2 separate regions of the Gossypium arboreum genome follow, and region 1 is linked to region 2. Evidence: chromatin contacts called from public Hi-C data. All regions are on one chromosome and are shown on one strand. Each heading gives the region's core, a stretch centred on a gene start, on an enhancer-like site or on the middle of the called end of the contact. The rest is flanking DNA. Distances are from core to core; before and after follow the strand shown.

Region 1 (6,450 bases), core at 1,225-3,724, 340 kb after region 2:
TAGGTAAAATTTACCATAAAATAGATTCAGACAGCAGCAGTGACGTGAGTTTGAAAAATTACTAAAAATAGTAGAGATACAATTAGATGATGTATAATATATGGAATTGAAGAATTATGAGTCTATTTTCATATGGATGGAATAAAACAGGTATATGAGTTATATTTTATGAGATGTTTAAATTTTTGTGAAACAGGTCCAGAGCGATTTCTGGATCCCCTGTTCTGACTTTGTAAATTCACCATAAATTTTACAAAGATAATTAGAAGTCATGATTTATATTTACAGATTCCTTATTGAGTCTAGTTTTATTAGAGACAAACGGCATAGTCATTGAAGCTCTGTAGATGGAGATATCTGATTCAGTAATACAGAGGTCGAGTAGTCGAACCTGAAACAGGGAGACTTTAACTAATAAACTGTACTAATTGGCCCGACCAAAAATTCTAGAAACAATTAGTAGATAGATATATGAGTCTAGTTTTAGGAAAAATTTACGGAATTAGATTTGAGTTTGAACTCGAGATATGATTTTTAAAGCGACTGTGATGCGTTAGCCGACTTGTCTGAAATTTTAAAATGAATTGTATGAAATTTGTTTAAGTAATGAATTAAGTCTATTAACACCTCGTGTTCGACTCTGGCAATGGTCTCGGGTACGGGGCGTTACACACACGGTCTCACACACAGGCATGTGACTGGTCGTGTGGTATAAGTCAGTATACCCCCTAAAGGGCACACGGGCGTGTGGTTGGCCGTGTGACCCAAGTCAGTATACTCTCCAGTTTTCACACGGCTTGGCGCATGGGCGTGTCCTCGGCCATGTGATGCAAGTCAGTTTGTATGCCCTGTTTCCACATGGCCTAAGACACGGGCGTGCCTGTTCACACGGGTGTGTGAGCCTTGTATGATTGAAAAATTTCTAAGTTTTTCGAAATTTTCGTATGTTATCGGTTTAGTCCCGAACCACTTCTAAAGCATGATTAAGGTCTCGAAGACCCTTATAAGGGACAAAGTGATTGTGTTGAATGATTTATGAGATTGTATGTTTTATGTTGTGAATTGATATGTAATGCCTCGTAACATTATTCCGGCGACAGTATGGGTTAGGGGTGTTACAATTTCCCTCTTTGATTTTCTTCTTGCACTGATGTACTGCATATGTTATGTTCAAATATCAGTTTGAACATCAAATTGATCAGAGAATAAATCTAAATTTTTACAATTTAAATTAACTTTAAACCAATTAAATGGTCAAATTATGATTTTTTTTTATACAACGAATATTCGAACCCAAACTATTTTTAGGAAAAGTGAACATCTAGCCAATAAGTTATAATTTAAGGTTTAAAAAATTTAAGATTTTGGTCTCTCTATTATAAGATTTAGTTGTTATATTTTAATTTAACATAATTGTTTTTCTACCTTTATAAAGTCATTAGTTAACCCAAATAATTAAAATCATTAACTAAAAAGTAAAAATGTTAGACGTTGAATTTTTACTAAAATCGTCCTTTCCAACATTAAAAAAACTATATCGGCATAATAGGTTAGAAGGAATATTTTAAAATTTTTATGTAAGCATTTTAATCAAAATATAGTAACTTAATGACATAATAAAAGTAAAGGTACAAAGATTAAATTTTATATTTTAATGTAGTAGAGGAATCAAAACTAAAATTTGACAATTTTTAATTGATATTTCCTTTTAACATTTCACTACCATGTAATAGTTAAGGTTGTTTAAAATGAATTGGACCGGTCAATTAAATCAAATTAATTTATCAAATTAATTAGATTGGAAAATAGTCAAGTAAGAAGACATTAAACCAATTGATTCGAGAATTAGTACCTATCAATTAAACTGAAAAAAAAAAACACAATTGAACCCAATGATTGAAGCTAATTTTAAATATTTTTTAATAATTTATTTAATGGAATAGAATAGATTAAAATTAGAGGTGTGTATGGGTCGGGCCGGGCTCAACTAAAAATTCAAGCCTGTTTGCTAGGCCTGGACCAAGTCTAACTTGAAAAATGGACTTAAAATTTTACCCAAGCTCGACCCGGCCCGCTCATATTATTTTTTATATAATTTTAAAATATATATAATACATCAAAATACTAAAAGCATCAAAATAAATATTTCCAACACATGGAAAATAAATTTTAAAAATATGTATACTTAAATAACACTAAGATTAATATAACTTCACAAGTAAATCCTCTAAAATAATAATAAAACAAATGTCTTTTAAAATAATAATAAAATTAATAATAAAATAAGTTATATATAATATTTAAATAATAATAACAAAATAGTAGTAATATAATATTAAAATAATAATAAAATAGAAAAAAAATAAAAAAATAACATAAAAAAATTCCTTTAATGAATCTAAGCGGGCTGGGTTAAGCATAAGTCCTTATCCGTGGCTCGGCCTATTTTGTAAACGTGTTTTATATTTTTGTCCATTCCTATTTTTCAAGCCAATATTTTACTCAGATTTCGAGCCACCCTTCCATCCGGACCTATCAACAGCTGTAATTAAAACCCATGGCACCAGAGATTCAATCGGAAACCTTTCCTTTATCCCAATCCATTTACAGGACTTGCCTTATTAAGCACGATAGAAGAAAGAGGCCAACCAGAGGTTCTAAGAAATGGCCACCATTGCCCTTAACTTTGATTCATTGACACTGCTCTCAAATTTATCAACTAATCCTAAATATACTTTTTCACAGGTACGAACACCATTCATATCATCCTCCTGTCGACGTATCTCCAAACCAAACTCCACAATCTCGACGATGGCTCACTCTCATTCTACTCAAAAACCAGGTCCCAAATTATTAGTGTTCCCTTTCTTTTATAACTTTGTTATGGTTGCATTTTGTTTTTAATGTAAAGAACTTTGAAAATAAAAAAAAGGACCCTTTTTTTCTAAATTTTAGTGATTGAGCGGCAGAGAATGATAATTCCGAACAAGCATGGTGAAAAACTGGTGGGATTATTGCATGAAACCGAGTCTAAAGAGATTGTAATCTTATGCCATGGTTTCAGATCCAGAAAGGTTAGTTGGGTCATTTCATCTCTTTCACCTTGCTTTCAGTAGCAAATATATTTGGTGGAAATGTCTGTTCATGGAGGAATAGTAATAATTTAGGGAAAGCAGCTCACTTAGATTAATTCTACTTCAGGATTACAATACTATGACGAACCTTGCTGCTGCTTTAGAAAAAGAAGGAATCAGTGTCTTCCGTTTCGATTTTGCTGGAAACGGGTGAGTTGATTAAAATCTAATGTTACTCGGACTCTGGTGAGAGTGTCGGACATTGTATATGTCCAACACGGGTATGGTTAGATTTTTCTAAGTTTTTCTTTAATGTAGTTGGAGGGTTCTTGGTCTTATCTCCACACCCAAGGGTCGGGTACGAGTGTTGGTCACGGTAGAAGAGTCGGAGGAACAAAGTTAAAATCTGTAGAGATTTTAAGAGGTGGCTTTTCTTGGATTGGCAAATATGTATTATGCAGCATAGTTCTTACTTTTTATGTCTATTGCTGCTGCTGGAGTGTGTGTTTTGTTCACTTTGTTCTATAGTTGTGATTTATTTTGGGATCCATTTTTCAGAGAAAGTGAAGGTTCATTTCAGTATGGTAACTATTACCGAGAAGCTGATGATTTACACGCCATAATTCAACACTTTTCAGGGGAAAGTCGTGTGGTAAGTGCAATTCTTGGGCATAGTAAAGGTGAGTGTCCGTGTTTCCTACTCGAACTTTTCTGAACTAGTTAAAATAGAGAATGGTTTTGCTCTGCACTGTAGAACTTGTAAGTTCTCTAAGAAGAAACTAAGTTGTTGAAGACTATATCTTAAATTACATTCTAATCACTGAGTTATTTTCAGGATGGATCTTAGCAATATCTTTTTTTCTTATAATGTTTTGATCATTAATACACAGAATAAGTAATGTAACCAAGCTAACATTACTGTTTAATTGTTATATCACTGGAATAATATAAACCAGGGGGAATTTTGGTGCTTCTTTATGCTTCGAAGCATCAAGATATCCCAATGAAGTCTGTCAATTAGTTTTTTCCAGCTGTGATTTTCATTTGTCTAATAAGTTCTCCAACAAGTGTTATACTGCTAAAATAATGTAATGCAGGGGGAAATGTGGTGCTCCTTTACGCTTCTAAGTATCAAGATTTACGTATAGTTGTAAACGTTTCTGGCCGCTACGACTTGAAGAGAGGCATTGCAGAACGCTTGGGAGAAGACTTTATTGAAATAATTAAGAAGGATGGCCACATTGATGTTAAGAATAAGACAGGTAGTTATTTATTTAGCTTCCTTGTTGTGTATGATTTCCTGAGTTTGTGTTCTTCACGTCTGTGTATGTCCATCAAGGATCTATTTGTTGTTTGTTAAGTTAAGCAAATCAGCAGTCCTGATTGGATTTTCTGTCCAGTTCAAGTGTTACTTAAAAGTATCCAAATAGAATTATAGCTACATAATCAGTGATAAAGACAGCTGCTGTCGGTGCTCTTATAGCTTTTGGCATTTGGAACTTGAAAGGGAAGTAGAAATTTTGCATTAAAAATGTTCTATCTTAACAATTTCCTGGGAATAAAAACATTCCTTGTGGAATGTAAAGGGTTAATATTTAGTCTTGTTCAATATTTGTTTATGTACTTGATTGGAAACATTTCGAATTTTAATTACATTTTATTTATGTAGGAGGCATTGAATACCGTGTGACTGAGGAAGCTTTGATGGATCGCTTAAGAACAGAAATGCATGAAGCTTGCCTCAAGATTGATAAAGAATGTCGGTAGGATTTTGAATATAGACTAGAGCCTATTAGTTTTTGTTGTTTCGAAATCATTGATTCTTCACTGATTCATTGAGCTGATTTAGATGCCAATGTCAAATGAACTTCAATACTAGTATATGTTATTGTGCTATTATTCACCGTAACATACAGGGTGTTGACGGTCCATGGATCTGCTGATGAGATAATTTCTGTTGAAGATGCTTTGGAGTTTGCCAAGGTTATACCTAATCACCAATTACACATTACAGAAGGAGCAAATCATGGGTACACCTCGCATCAAACTGAGTTGGCATCTACTGTTGTGAAATTTATAACGTCAGCCTTAGAGCAAGACAAGGTTTCTTCCAAGTAGGTAGAGGCTGTAAACACAAATCTAAAATTTTCTCCACCAACAAATGAGATACAGGTGACAGCTGAAATATTCCAGCAATGTAAGCCCCTGCAGCTGTAATTGATCACTGTTATCTACTGAGATGTTAAACGGCCATGCCAAGCTGGATTTTGCTCACTCTTACTAATTTGACCAAGTTCCATGGAAGCTTGAGTTTCCAGTTGGTATAATGTTTATTGCCATTCGTTCTTAAAAGACAATGCTATGTAGTTTATTTTCTTTTTAATAAATTACGGAGATCTTGCAAGTGACTTGATGTAATTATGGTTCATTCAACACTGTTGTTTTCCTTTCTGTTCCCTCTCAAATTGTCTGCTAGAATAAATGGGATTTTAGAATAAAACTTCTGTTGGATCATTAATTGTATTTATAACATAACTAGAAGCACCTACAACCTTCAAAAATTTGCTGCACGTAAGGACAATTACCATATAATTAGAATGCAACATCCAATGATAATCCATTTCTATATATGATCTTTCCCTGGCTTAGAAGCTGGAATGTTAAAGCATTTGCCTTTATTAAAAAATCTGCAGTAGCTGGTACTCCAGGCTCCGATCTGGTCGAGTAACTACTAAACTGGTCTTTCCTTTTGCTTATCATCATCATCATCATTGCCGCTGCCATATGATTCCATATATTCATCTTCCCAGTCTTCCTGGTTCAAATACAAATAAATTAGCCATCAGAATCAGTACAGCAAAGCATACCATGTCAAGCTCTGCAACTCAAACTGAGATGCAACCTCATAATAGCTGGTGTCAGCTATACAACTCGAAGCTTTCCAACATTGTAACACAGGTTTCAAGTACAGAATTCATTCACTAAATCCAATTGTGGTATCATAGAGGAAGAACAAAATAATGGATTATCAATGATCATCAAGAGATGAGAATTATTTAAGGGTTGGCACTATTCATTAGCTGGGAATCAGGCCTAGGGGAGGGTTGCAACTTCAAATGTGTATAATTGCAAATAACAAAGTAGAAGAAAATGAAACGCATGTTCTTCATCTTCCAGCATGCATAAGTTTAGCGGATCATTTATTACCTCTTCAATATCCTCATCAGAAAGTAGAGCTTCATTCAACCTTGAGTATGGAGTATTTACGGCACCAACCTCATTCCCAGCTTTCATTTCTTCCTGGATCAAAACAACGAATTATAATGACGGTAAACTTTATCAAGTCATCTCTTGTTGAACATCAGTACGTATTTAC
Region 2 (6,530 bases), core at 3,978-6,477:
TAAACATTAATTTTATTTTTACTTACTAAATTTATCATTAATCTTAACGTCACCAATAACCGTCAATTAAATTTTAAAAATATAGTAAATTTATAAAATAATAAATAATTATGTCATAAACTAGAGTTATCCTAAATTATCACTTTCTTGCTTAAATCTAAACATTACTTTCATTTATACTTACTGAATTTTTCTTTAAGCTTTAGATCATGAATCACATCAATTCAATTGTAGAAATTATTAAACATTATTTTTTTTAAAAAATTATTGTTTAAATCTAAACATTAATTTTATTTTTACTCACTAAATATATCATTTAGCTTAATATGACAAATGACGTCAAGTATATTATAAAGATGTAGTAATTATCATAAATAATGAATATTGGTGCCATAATTTAGACCTAACCTAAATTATACTGTTATAACTTAAATCTAAATATTACGTTTATTTGCACTTACTAAATCTTTCTTTAAGCTTAACATCATGATTGACGTTAACTCAATTGTAGAAATGATTAAACATAATTTTTTACTTACTAAAATAATATTATTGTTTAAATCGAAACATTGATTCTATTTTTACTTACTAAATTTATCATTGAGCTTAACATGACCAATGACGCCAACTAAATTATAAAAATATAATAATTATCATAAAATAATGAATATTGGCGCCATAATTTAGACCTATCCTAAATTATAGGGTTCTAACTTGAATCTACATATTCCATTTATTTACACTTACTAAATCTTTTTAAGCTTAACATTATGAATGACATCAATCCAATTGTAGAAATTATTAAACATAAATTTTTTAAAAATATTATTGTTTAAATCTAAACATTAATTCCATTTTTACTTATTAAATCTATTATCGAGCTTAACATGACCAATGACGCCAACTAAATTATAGAGATATAGTAATTATTATAAAATAATGAATATTAGCCCCATAATTTAGACCTATCCTAAATTATAGCATTATGACTTTAATCTAAATATCACTTTTATTTATACTTACTAATAAATCGCGTCAATTCAATTGAAGAAATTATTAAACATAAATTTTAAAAAATATAGTATTATTGTTTAAATCTAAACATTAATTCCATTTTATTTATTAATTCTATTATTGAGCTTGACATGATGGATATAGTAATTATTATAAAACAATAAATATTGGCGCCTTAGATTTATCCTAAATTACAACGTTATAATTTAAACCTAATTATTATTTTTATTTACACTAACTAAATCTTTCTTTACTTACTAAATTTATCATTAATCTTAACTACATGAATAACCGTCAACTAAATTTTAAAAATAGAGTAATTTTATAAAATAATAAATAATTATGCCATAAACTAGACATATCTTAAATTATTGGTCCTTACTTTCATTTATACTTACTAAGTTTTAAATAAATTTAGCATAAAAATGACGTCAACTCAATTGAAAAATTTTTAACAGATTTTGTTGTTAGAATTTAAAATAAGTAAAACCTTAATTGAAAATTGAATAAATATATTTAAAAAATAGTTAAAGGTTAAGTTTCAAGTATAAAATAAAAATAATTTTATAGTAAAATTAAAATTATTAAAATTTAATAATAGAAAGACAATATTTTGAAAAATATTTAATCAATAAAATTTTAAAATCTCCATTTACGGATATGAAATGAACTTTTGGGTAACCATGATAAGGCTGGGATTTGCTTACCATTTTAAACAAATTCAAAAGCGGTGCGAGCCCTATTTATAGCCATCAAGGAAACGAAAAAAAAAAAAAAAACAAGTGAAAAACAAAAAGTGCTTTGCTTACGCGATAAAAACTAGTGTCGCGGATTTTAGGTTTTCGTAAGGTAAAGGGGGAGGATTGTTAAGCGACACGCCTCTCTCACTCAAACCCTATTCTTTTTCCCAATTTCTCGAATCTAGGGTTTTACATTCTCCTTTTCCTCTCCAAATCAACCTTATTTCATTTTTTTTCTTCTCTTAGAAATAATATCGTCAATGAGCAACGAAGGAGTTAACTTCAACATGTCCGGTCTTGGCGATGGTATTGATATTTTTCTCTTCTTTATCTACAATACTATCGCTTCACTCTTATCGCTTCTCTCAGTTTCTATTTTTGGTTGCAGCTCTTAATGCCGAAGCACGAGCTGGTCTCGTTAACGCTCTCAAGGTGGGTGACACCCATAATTGTTTTTGGTTTTCTTTTTGTTATTTTTTTCATTATTTTTTTTTTTTGATATTTTGGTTTGCAGAATAAACTTCAAAGTCTTGCTGGGGATCACTCCGATGTGCTGGAGAGCCTATCACCGATTGTCAGGAAGCGTGTCGAGGTTCTTAGGGAGATCCAGGCATGTTCTTTCTCCCTAAGCTTTTTCGATGCTCTGTTAAGTTTTACTCTGATATCACTAATGGTTTAGTTGTTTTTGTAGCCGGGTTTACTCTATTATGGTTAAGAAACTCGAGTATCTTGGATGTATGGGGTTGTTAATGTGTTGAATTTCTAAGATCATCTATGCACATTTTTATTGGATTTACTTTTGGTATGGTAGAAAGTTCATTGTTCTTGCTCGGCAGCTACTTTCCGTTCCCAGCTAGATTGATTTAGATTGTTGTAATCTAACTTTTATTTATCTTAGCTGCAATGTGATTGGAAGGGGAATGCCATTTTTGATCCCTATTTTTCTTTAACAGAGCCAACATGATGAATTGGAGGCTAAGTTTTTTGAGGAGAGGGCTGCACTTGAAGCTAAATATCAAAAACTATATCAACCCTTGTATGCAAAGGTTTGCATTTTCAATTTTGCTTTAGTTATTGGCTAATCAGTTACTGTCGCCATTCACCTGACTTATTACCTTATTTTTGTAGCGATATGATATTGTGAATGGCCTTGCTGATGCTGAAGGAACAGCAAATGAAGCTGCCAAGGACCAAGGAGAGGAAAAGGATGCTGAAGGTATGATCTTATTGAGTCATTTCTTTTCCCATATGCATCTTTCTTTCTGTGGACGATATTTATAAAATTATGCTTTATGCAGAGAAAGGGGTGCCTGATTTTTGGCTTACTGCAATGAAAAATAATGAAGTGCTCTCTGATGAGGTGAGTATCCAATTACTATTATTTTTATAACTCTTTTTGTTTTTTTGGTTGGAAATGGTTAAGCTTATCTCTACATCCTTTGTGTTTGGAACCAGATCACTGAGCGTGATGAAGGAGCTCTCAAGTATCTCAAGGATATTAAGTGGTACAGGGTAGAGGAACCCAAAGGATTCAAGCTTGAGTTTTACTTTGACACCAATCCTTATTTCAAGAATACTGTGCTGACAAAGACATATCTCATGATTGATGAAGATGAACCTATTCTTGAGAAAGCAATTGGGTAAATACTATTACCTATCCTTTTAGAGAATTCCCTATTGGATTGTTAAATATGTCCAGATTACAGGAGGTTCTTACTTCTTTTAACTAAAACTTCTTTACACCTAATTTGTAGGACTGAAATTGAATGGTATCCTGGAAAATGCTTAACTCAAAAGCTTCTTAAAAAGAAGCCTAAGAAGGGTTCAAAGAATGCCAAGCCAATCACTAAAACAGAGGAGTGTGAAAGTTTCTTCAACTTCTTCAATCCTCCGCAAGTTCCTGAGGATGATGAAGACATTGATGAAGATACTGTAAGCCCAACCTCACCAGATCTATATAAACATTGATGATTGATTACATTTCTTCTGCTATTCCAATTGTTTTTACTTTCTTGCACAGGCTGAGGAGCTACAAAATCAAATGGAACAAGATTATGACATCGGGTATGTTCTCTTTTCTTCTTACTCTAGTTATTGAGTGAGACATCATTAATCATTGTTACATGTATTTGAAATACCTACTTATTTTATGCTATCTGTTTCTTTTTGCAGATCAACAATTCGGGACAAGATTATTCCACATGCTGTGTCATGGTTTACAGGAGAAGCTATCCAGGGAGATGAGCTTGATATAGATGACGATGAAGAAGATGACGATGATGATGATGAGGAGGAAGAGGATGATGAGGAAGAGGATGAGGATGCTGACGATGAGGATGAGGATGATGACGAAGGAAGTAAGACCAAAAAGAAGGTATGAGATGCTAAATTTAGGGTGTGTTATAATGTGTGCTCAATTGTTTGTTCAAAATCTGAAGTGATGCTAATATTTCTTTTGTTTCTTGCATATTGCTTGAAAATGTGCTGCAGTCTGCTCATAAGGTACACCAATTCCATATCATTTAGGTCTCTCTTTTGGCCCTTCTATTGAAAATTTATTCTTAATTATGTTCGTTGTTCGTTGTATATTGCAGAAGAGTGGTAAAGCAGTAGGGGATGGGCAGCAAGGTGAGAGGCCTCCGGAATGCAAGCAGCAGTAGAAATTAATTGCTGCTGTCGGAGTGTGGTTTATAAGATTTTGATTGGAAGAAGCGGGAGAAAGGGAGGGTTTGCAGTTTTGGTGGTTATTTATTTCTACAGTTTTATGTTATTGCTATGAGTATGATTGGTTTCTACAGTCGTTTTATCCTTTTGGTCTGTTGGTGTTGGTTTGGTAGGATGGTCTGGTAATGGTAGTCTAAGATGTTTTGGGATTTTGTTTTAATGTTTAATGTTTAATGTTTCCAGAAACTCTTTAAGAGTTCTTGTGATAGCTTGTTATCAATTATTTAATGGCCGGTCTGATTAAAGTTATTTTTTATTCTCTTTTGCATATTCCTTTTATATACCGAGTTCTCTTGCGCATGGCTTGTGGTTGGACGGCAACAATTATGATCACATTGTATTTCCATGTATCTTTAATTTTATTTCTAATGTTGCAACTTCAAAAAATTATGGATGCAAAAATAATACAAAATAAAACATCTGTCGCAGCCCTTTCTCCTTGAAATTAATAAAGGAAGAAGACCCAAAGTATTCTCTACGGTTATTGTAGATTTTGTTTGAAAAATTAGATTTATTTCACTGTTTTAATTATTATGCCTTAGTTCATATTTATTAAAAATTTTCTTAATAGGTTGATATGATTTTCCTAAATTCTCATAGCAATAAAAAAGATCAAAGAATTATATGTCATTATTTTTGTAATTTTAAAAAAATTCGGCTCAACTTCATAGAAAAAATCTCAATAATTAACCCTTTTTTAACGATATTAATGATTTGGAATAAGAAAGCGTTACATTAATAATAAAAACGGAATATAATACAACAAAATATAATACAATATAATAGGAACACCAAATTTGATTAAAATTCCCTGGAGGCCCAGACGGGCCAACCAGCAGGCTCCCTCTCCCCCGCCCCTGGGGGGTACCAAACCACTGTAGTGCAAATCTCGAAAAGGAGGGAAACTCAAACCCTAACATCCCAGACCCACAGCAGCAGACCTCAGTGTCTGTCTGTTTGTCTTTCCATTTCTTTACTCTCTTTTTAATCCATGGTACTAAGTAACATCTAATCACAACTAGTTTGTTCTTCTTTTCCCACATCTTATACTTCTAAACAAAGCTCCTTTCCCTTGCATGCTATGGCCAGCTTTCTTCGAAATGTTTCATCTCTTAAACGTTCTCTCTTCGCTCCACAGGTTTTAAAAACCTTACCCTTTTCTTTATTTTCTTCCATAACTTCATATCCTTTGTTTTTCTCATGTTTAATCTGATTGTCTTGCACTATGTTCATTTTTTTATATAAAAAATGGTAGTTTAGGAACAGTAGAAATATATATATATATTCGAAGCCGTGAATCAATTTTTCTCTTTTTTCCTTTTTGCAGGTTTGTAGGGGAGGGGTGTTAAGGTCATCTTCTCAGCTGTGTAACTTTTCTTCTAAAGGTAAATGAAATTCCATTGAAAAGCTTCAATTTGAATGTTGGTACTCAAATATTGTTATTTGGGTATCTGGTATTCTAATTCTATGTTTGGTTAAATCACATTTTGGTTTTTGAGTAGAATTTTAATTCAGGTAATCATCTGAATGTGATTGTAGAAGAGTGCTTTGTCATGGGATTTTTATTAGATTAATAAATGTTTGAATTCTTTAATATTTAATTGAAACAAGTCAGCTGTACTGTAAAGCGCAGTGCTTAACGTAGTGTCATCTTTTATCCAACAATAAAAATTATAAATTCATGCCATTTAATAGATGGAGTTCTCTGGCTATTTTTCTTGAACTGGATTCATTTGAGTTAAAAAGTGAAATCTAATAATCTTTTTTTTTTTTTTGAATAAATGAAATCTGATGCTTTCTTGTGTTCGGTTATTTCTTTGTTTGTGTCCTATTGAAGGTAGAAGGAAATCCAAGTCAGATTCAAGTGATTCGTGCGATGAGAATATGTCCAAGAAAGATTTAGCTCTAAAACTTGCCTTGGATCAGATTACGAGTTCTTTTGGAAAAGGATCTATCATGTGGCTTGGTCGTGCTATGTCTCATCGAAATGTTCCAGTAGTTTCCACTGGTTCTTTTGCTCTGGACATAGCACTTGGAATCGGTGGCCTTCCA

Evidence for each region. Hi-C and Micro-C count contacts between places; a contact is called where the count stands out from the background.
Region 1: a contact with region 2 is called in a Hi-C map of leaf, with 5 times the contacts expected there. The contact joins the promoter of LOC108451796 here to the promoter of LOC108486184 in region 2. A contact is called at or near these places in 2 of 5 Hi-C or Micro-C datasets (both in leaf).

The regions. Positions count from the first base shown.
Region 1 is chr6:124,334,743-124,341,192 of ASM2569848v2, forward strand. LOC108451796 reads left to right here and starts at 2,475. Exons shown (of 7, transcript XM_017749482.2): 1 at 2,475-2,842; 2 at 2,956-3,074; 3 at 3,202-3,284; 4 at 3,633-3,754; 5 at 4,172-4,336; 6 at 4,744-4,837; 7 at 4,991-5,574. The coding sequence starts at 2,665. The coding sequence ends at 5,192. LOC108451780 (CRM-domain containing factor CFM3, chloroplastic/mitochondrial) reads right to left here. Exons shown (of 9, transcript XM_017749471.2): 8 at 6,282-6,374; 9 at 5,562-5,889. The coding sequence ends at 5,806.
Region 2 is chr6:123,993,228-123,999,757 of ASM2569848v2, forward strand. It overlaps LOC108486184 (DNA repair protein recA homolog 3, mitochondrial-like), which reads left to right and starts at 5,228. Exons shown (of 8, transcript XM_017790076.2): 1 at 5,228-5,616; 2 at 5,806-5,863; 3 at 6,316-6,530. The coding sequence starts at 5,560. It overlaps LOC108486185 (nucleosome assembly protein 1;2), which reads left to right and starts at 1,674. Exons shown (of 13, transcript XM_017790078.2): 1 at 1,674-1,863; 2 at 2,001-2,060; 3 at 2,143-2,186; 4 at 2,269-2,364; 5 at 2,708-2,800; 6 at 2,883-2,970; 7 at 3,053-3,114; 8 at 3,210-3,394; 9 at 3,509-3,686; 10 at 3,775-3,818; 11 at 3,927-4,128; 12 at 4,245-4,256; 13 at 4,349-4,727. The coding sequence starts at 2,015. The coding sequence ends at 4,414.